2 separate regions of the Mus musculus genome follow, and region 1 is linked to region 2. The links are chromatin contacts, called in public promoter capture Hi-C maps. All regions are on one chromosome and are shown on one strand. Each heading gives the region's core, a stretch centred on a gene start, on an enhancer-like site or on the middle of the called end of the contact. The rest is flanking DNA. Distances are from core to core; before and after follow the strand shown. Region 1 holds the start of 4931419H13Rik (RIKEN cDNA 4931419H13 gene). Region 2 has its middle 51 kb from the start of Rfxap.

Region 1 (3,057 bases), core at 540-3,039, 200 kb before region 2:
TAGTACACTATATGCACTGACAAGAAGTAACACTTCGTTGATAGATGAGATGACCAGGTTTTATAGCTTTGGCTGGCCTATGTTGCCAGGTAGCCCCTTTGCTATGGTTCTTTCTGGTGGAGCCACTGAGACTTGGTCAGAAGATGCAGGTATCCTGTCCTGTAGTACTACCTGCTTTGTGTGTTTTGCATTTTCTTCTGGAAAAAGTTATAACAGATAGGAATATTTCAGGCTATTTTGGCTTAAAATAAAACAAAATTTTAGCACCAAAAAAAAAAAAAAATGTCCCCTCCCAAGCCTGTCAGTCTCTTGTCTGAACTTGTTACCAGGCTCCAGCTGAGACCTTAAGCCACACCCAGCAATCACAACAACGGTTTGGCTTTCTTGGGAGATTTCCAGGAAGTCGCGTAGGCATAGCCTGTCACCAGTCAGAGCACCTTGCAAAACAGCTCCTTTGGGCCTGGATGACTTATGAACATCTATGGCAGCAACCAAGATGTTCCCGCATCCTGTGTGTTGTCTCCATGTTTGAAGGCACGAGAATTGAGAATTAGAGGATGCAACATGTCATCCAGAACAAGGAAGCTTTGCGCTTCTGCATCCAGTATGGGTTGGTGAAACGCTTCGCAAAGCCCTCTCCACAAGATGGGCCACACTTTTCCTAGAATCTTCTGCGTCTAGTCGGTTGAGACAGTTCACATCTGCTAACCCCCTCTCTCGTGAACGCATCAATTAATAATACACTTAGGCAGGCTAACGACCTTTGCTTAAAGTTTGGATGGCCTTTGGAACTGCTTTTAGAATTTAGGGGTGGATTTTATTTCTAAGCAAAAGCAGTTACAGGATGTGTGTGTGTGTGTGTGTCTGTGCATGTATGCATATACACTCATATATACTGATATATGATGCATAGACATATACATCTGGTGCTCACATATATGTGAGTACACGTGTGTATATATTTTCAAAAAAAGTTAACCAATTATGTAAACTCAGTTTGCTGATTGCCTGTCACCTCTACAAGTGCCAGGGTTTCCATGATTCAAGAATTGCCTTGCCCTTTTAGAACCTTCTTTTTGGTTAAACTCCCACTCCCAGTCCTGGGACTCTCCTTTCACACGTGGCCGTGGCCGGGTCATCGGAGCAATGACCTCAGCTCAGAATCTCTCAACATCCAAGCCACAGAGGCTCCCCGCATTCCTTCCTCTTCCCCGCACCAGCGGTGCCCAAGGGGAAGACCTCTCACGGGTGGCTGGGGCACCTCGAGTTACATTACGGCCCCAAATCTCTCCCGGCTCCCTTTGCCACACTTCCGGCCCCTGACCACCCTGGAAGGCTAAGCTGTGGCACAGCCCTCCGCCGCCCAGGGTCGGGAGCCCGTGGGGCAGGCGTCCGAGAGAAGGAGATGGGGAAGGGGAGCGAGCCGCGCCCTCGGGCCGGCCAGGAGGGCGCCGCGGCCTCAGCCCGAGGACCCCGCGTCGCTCTCCCGAGCCAGGGTTCTCGGGAGCGGGCCGCGCAGGAGACGTTGGCGGGAGGGGTTCGTAGCTGTTGGGGGAACCGGCTCCTGGGGAACTGTCCCTTTCAGGGAGGCTACCGTGTGTAAGCCGCCGTCAGCCCTCCCTGGTGACATCGACCAGAGGGGTGCAAGTGGCGACGTGCGGTGCAGTGCGGTTCGGTGCGCCTGGCACGCCTGGCTTTGCGGTTCAGGAGCCCGGGGCTGCGCGGTTGGCCCCGCCCGGCAGCGCCCCGGGGGCCGAGCATCAGCGGGCAGAGCTGCAGGTGAGCGGTCGCCAGGACGATGAGGACCCGGGCGCACGCCCGCCGCGGTTGGCATGGAAGCGGCTCTGCTGGGCTCGGGGTGGCCGCTGATTGGCTGATTCAACAGACGCGGCTGGGTCGAAAGTCCTCAGTGGCGAGCGCACTAGCCGAGGCTGCTGGAACCGGCCCCCTGGAATCTCTCCTCTCCGGGTCCCCTCCCTCCGCGCACGGCCCCGCCCGCCCGGCCCCGGCCGGGGTGCGCTTGCTAATCGCCCAGACAGAGAAGAACCTGAGAAGCAGGGCCTGCTGTGGGTTCCCAAGCAGGTTTGGGGGCCTTACTTCTGGAGAGAAGCGCCTGCTTGTCACTTGGGAAGGGAACTCACCTTTTCCCAGCCAGGGATCTTGGATTTTGAATCAAATCTGGAAGGGGGCGAGGGAAGGAGGATCAGGAATCTTAGGTTCTGCTTCCCTCTGCCCTAAATCAATGTGGGCAGACAATCCTGGCGTGGAGTTTGGGCTCCATCCGGCTCTCTCTGCAACCTTTAGCCTGGGGTCATATTAAAGCCCATTCAGCCATTGTTTGGTTCTGAGTTGGTTGCTCTGATGCCTGAGCTGTCACTTGGGACCTTAATGTTTGTCGGGAAGTTGGGACATTGGTAGTGACTCTGGAGCTTGGCACTCCAGAGTTCTCTGCATTTCCGGGTCCCTAGGTTGAGAGGTAAACTAACTGTGTCTCCTCTTTCCTGGATAGCAGCAGGCTGTGGCTTACTAGGCAATGCATCGCCAGAGCTCCAAGAGTGGAGTCGCTCTGCCTCCAGTGGGCCAAGGTCCTGATGCTTGTCAAATGCTCAGCAGAGCTCAGCTTGGCCAGGATCCCCCACAGAGAACCGTGCTAGGGGTGTTGACTGAAAATGAGCAGTACAGGAGGACCTGTGGCCAGGTAATGACCCAGGAGCACCAGGAAATATGCCACGGAGAAGGCTTGCTGTGGCAGTATGCGTGTGTGTGTGTGTGTGTGTGTGTGTGTGTGTGTGTGTGTGTGTGTGCATGCACTCATGCACTTGTGCCTGCATGTCAAATACATGGAGAACGATGCCAAGGACAAAGAAGGCTTTCTATGATAGTGTGCATCTGTGTGCACGTGTGTGCACATGTGTGCATATGTGTATGTAGGAACTGTTTGGGTTAAGTGATTCAAGGGCTAGTCAGAAAGAATGAAATTACACTGTCCTATAGCCCTGGAGATGCTCTGAGCCGCCAGAAAGATGTTCAGTAGGAGCTAGGCTACCACGAATTAAT
Region 2 (3,434 bases), core at 892-3,391:
TCTTTAAAGGTGTTTAATGTTTTTGCTGGCTTTGACCATTCTATTAACCACCTTATTAGCTTTATCTCGACTATCTCTCTTTTTGTCAGACAGTTTTGATTTATCAAGTATGACCATCTTTCAAAGCGATTTTTGTGCAGTATTATACAAGGTTGTACCAAAACCCACTATATATTCATAGACTTAAATGTTTCACTCTGAATAGTACCATTGAGCATTCTGAGTTACTCACTGCTAACGAGCGTAGTTGACGACAGCCATCATTTCTACTGTGGGGGAGGTTTTATTTACATAGACGAGCAACGTTGAGCAAAGCAAACGATTGGGGCAATTTATACGCGTGCATTACAAGGAGAGCGTGATTTCTTCATATGCCTTAAGTCATGTTTTCACTTTCTTTGACTTGTTCCTCTACATTCTGTTCCTACTTTAACTGTCATAACAGTTTCTAAATGTTGAAGATAGAATAAAATTCACTTTCTTCTTAAGTATTCACTCATTATAAATGCAACAGTGACCTTGCTCACATTTTAAAAATTATGATGGCTTTTTAATGTAAATAATCATTGCCTATGGTTAATTACAACTTTAGTTTTTCTCTCTTATGTCCTCTGTGTTTTTTAATCTGAAAATTCCAGTTCCATACTGAAGACATGCTATTATAGCTAGCCTATTTTTTTCCACTAGATTTTCCTTTTTATTTTTTCTTAAGGGTCAGTGGAAGTTGAGAATTACTGGGAATCAGCCTCAAGGTCTTGCACATCCTGGGCAAATGCTCGAACACTGAGCGGCATCCTTAGCCCTCTTGTCTGAATTGTGAACCGTATGTTTCTAATGATTTGTCAGGAACAGTATTTACTGAGGGATCTTTGTACATAGATTTTGGTGTCCCTTTCTGTTCTCAGTTTCCTAAGACATTTACATGAAAATGTGTTGAAATTTAATGCATTTTAATATATTGGTGTGGTTGTATCTTCTTGGAAAACTTTATGTTCATGAGTACTTGCATGCATACACACAGACACACAGACACACAGACACACACACTACAAACTTGCAGTGCCCATAAAGGGCAGAAGAGGGCGTCAGCTCCCCGGAGCTGGAGACAGTTGTGAGCTGCTGTGTGGGTGCTGAGAATGTAACCCAGGTCTTCTGAAAAAGCAGCAAGTGCTCTTAGCCACTGCGCCATCTCTGTGGCTCTCAGCTCTCCTTGTTGTTATGTTTGCTCTCTTTCAGCCCATTTATTTTATTCCTACCAAAATTATCTGACCAAATGTGAAAGAAAATTCTTGGGTTGCAACCCTCCTTTCTGGGAATTCAGAATCCTGGCAGATGCTCGACACAGTGGGGTCATAAAGTGAAAGTGAAGCAGAAATGAAATCAGACACAAGAACACAACCTGTGTTCTTAGTGTCATGTACTGTCAATAGTGATACTGTCACCCTAGAGTGTGACCTGTAAGCTAGTTAGAAACATGGGTCCCAAATCCTGCCCTTGGGCACACCTGAATCAGTCTTAGAGAAGAAAGGCCATGTCGGCACTCTTTATAGCTTTCCAGTTGTCTCCAGAGCTCATTAGAAGTGAAGAGCCCAAGCAAACAACATAGGCTACTTACTTCTATTCCTTCTTATATTGAGGCCCTAAAGCTACCCTGATATTGACACATATTTGTAGAGTTATTTTACTTCATGTGCTTCCAATTCCAATTTTATTCTAAAATCTAAGTATCCATGTGTTTCAGTCATCCTAGAAACTCCCTGGTCGATATCTTATCAAATATTCTCTTCTCTCCTTTTCCTCTGAGAACCCCAAAATGTCTATTTCACATTTTCCTTTTCCGTATAATTCTGCTTTTGTTCACTGTGAGATAAACGCTCACTCTGCATCCCAGGTTGGCCTTGAAATCATTGGGTAGCCCAGGTTAGCTTCTAATTTCCAGCAATCTCCCTGCAACCGTTTCCTCCTGCGTTCTGGGCAGATGCTACCATACCCAGATCCCCTTCCTAAAGTTTTATAACATAATTTAACATGTATCCATCAGCTAAATTACAGCTAATCTTGGAACTGGAACAAAACACTGTACCAACCTAGGAGAGCAATTTTACTACTGCAGGCACTGAGGCCTTTGTTAAAACACATCAAAGAGATGCTGTACACGGGATCCAACTGAGTCCCTGCTTGCAATATGTTCTTTTACAGAAAGGTTACCATGTGTTGTATTTTCTACCCAAATTCAATAATTTACTTTTTAAATGCTGTCATTAGCTAAATAGATGAGCTGAAAAAAAATCTGAAAAACTCTCTCCTCCCAACCTTAAAATATTGTCATTTGTTCATCATTTAATATAGACAGACTCCCCAGCCCAAATCTGTCGTCTGATATTTCAGGGACCTCTCACCGAATTTTGTGATTCAATTAATTTTGTGATTCAATTATCTTCACGGGGAAAAAATGCAAGGAAGATGAAAAATCTGGAATAGTGGAGTCATCAAAATTCTTCAGCAACTGAGCAGAAATAGAGTCGGACCCACAACCTCATGGCGAGCATATTTTCCTTAACAGGCTAATGGATGAATGAGGAAGTTAAAACGAGTGTGAGGAAAGCTAATGCTTTTAAGACTAATTATCTGTAATGACAATATGTCTGCGCTCTATGTAAATAAGAACTCGGAATGAGAAGCATCTGTCACAAAGAAATATGACATGGAGGGGGTGGATTAGACTCAAGCTTCTCCTTACGGGAAGTTTTCGGATAAACTTTTTGTCTGGTTAATAAAATATTCAGCTGTTTTAAGTGCCTGCTCTCAGAGTTGGATGGAAATAAAATCTGATGGCTGCAGACATTTTTATGGATGAGTTATGCAGATTTGGCCTGATTAGCCTGCATAGCAGCCTCTGATGCTGATCTGAGCCCAGCTTTCTTGCTACTTGTGACTCGTTTACTGGATCCTCTGGGACCTGAAGTCTAATATCAATATCTTTATCTATTCCTTCACCAACACTGAAATTAGAAGAAAGCCCTCCCATTTCTGCTTCTCTCTCTCTTCTCTCTCTCTCTCTCTCTCTCTCTCTCTCTCTCTCTCTCTCTCTCTCTCTCTGACACATGCAGAAATTCGGCGCCCTAAACAATACCTTTGCACCCTTCTATCTCCTGTAACTACAACTTGGCTCTTTCTGCTCACTCTTTTAGCCTAGGAAAATGTGCATGTCTCTGACATCTTAAAATGGTAACCTGGAAGAATGAAGTCTTCTGAGTCCTGCCTGTCCATCTGACAGTAAGTTTCTCCTTCTGTCCCTTCACACTGCTCAGGCTGTATTCTTGTGTCTGTCTTCATTTTTGTTTCACTTTCAGTACAATCCCATTGTACTGGCTGGTTTTGTGTGTCAACTTGACACAAGATGGAGTTATCACAGATCCTCCCTTGAGGAAATA

Evidence for each region. Promoter capture Hi-C pulls out the DNA fragments that hold promoters and counts their contacts.
Region 1: a contact with region 2 is called in a promoter capture Hi-C map of hippocampal neurons, with 3 times the contacts expected there. The contact joins the promoter of 4931419H13Rik here to the enhancer-like site in region 2. A contact is called at or near these places in 8 of 39 promoter capture datasets (the 3T3-L1 cell line, 3T3-L1-derived adipocytes, Sertoli cells and 3 more), 2 of 484 Hi-C or Micro-C datasets (the N1E-115 cell line and cortical neurons), 2 of 115 datasets of contacts at active chromatin or transcription factors (embryonic basal ganglia and stem cell-derived neural progenitor cells) and 3 of 9 other capture datasets (adipose tissue, embryonic stem cells and pancreatic islet).

The regions. Positions count from the first base shown.
Region 1 is chr3:55,053,974-55,057,030 of GRCm38.p6, reverse strand. 4931419H13Rik (RIKEN cDNA 4931419H13 gene) reads right to left here and starts at 1,789. Exons shown (of 8, transcript NR_040593.1): 1 at 1,595-1,789. It overlaps Ccna1 (cyclin A1), which reads left to right and starts at 1,976. Exons shown (of 9, transcript NM_007628.3): 1 at 1,976-2,066; 2 at 2,513-2,698. The coding sequence starts at 2,534.
Region 2 is chr3:54,856,823-54,860,256 of GRCm38.p6, reverse strand. No RefSeq gene overlaps it. Among named protein-coding and RNA genes, the nearest start is that of Rfxap, 51 kb to the right of the region's middle. Within about 2 kb of position 2,141, at least 1 of the 459 cell types and tissues checked has an H3K27ac peak or open chromatin away from gene starts, as enhancers often do. A contact at or near this core is called in hippocampal neurons, where this site is marked.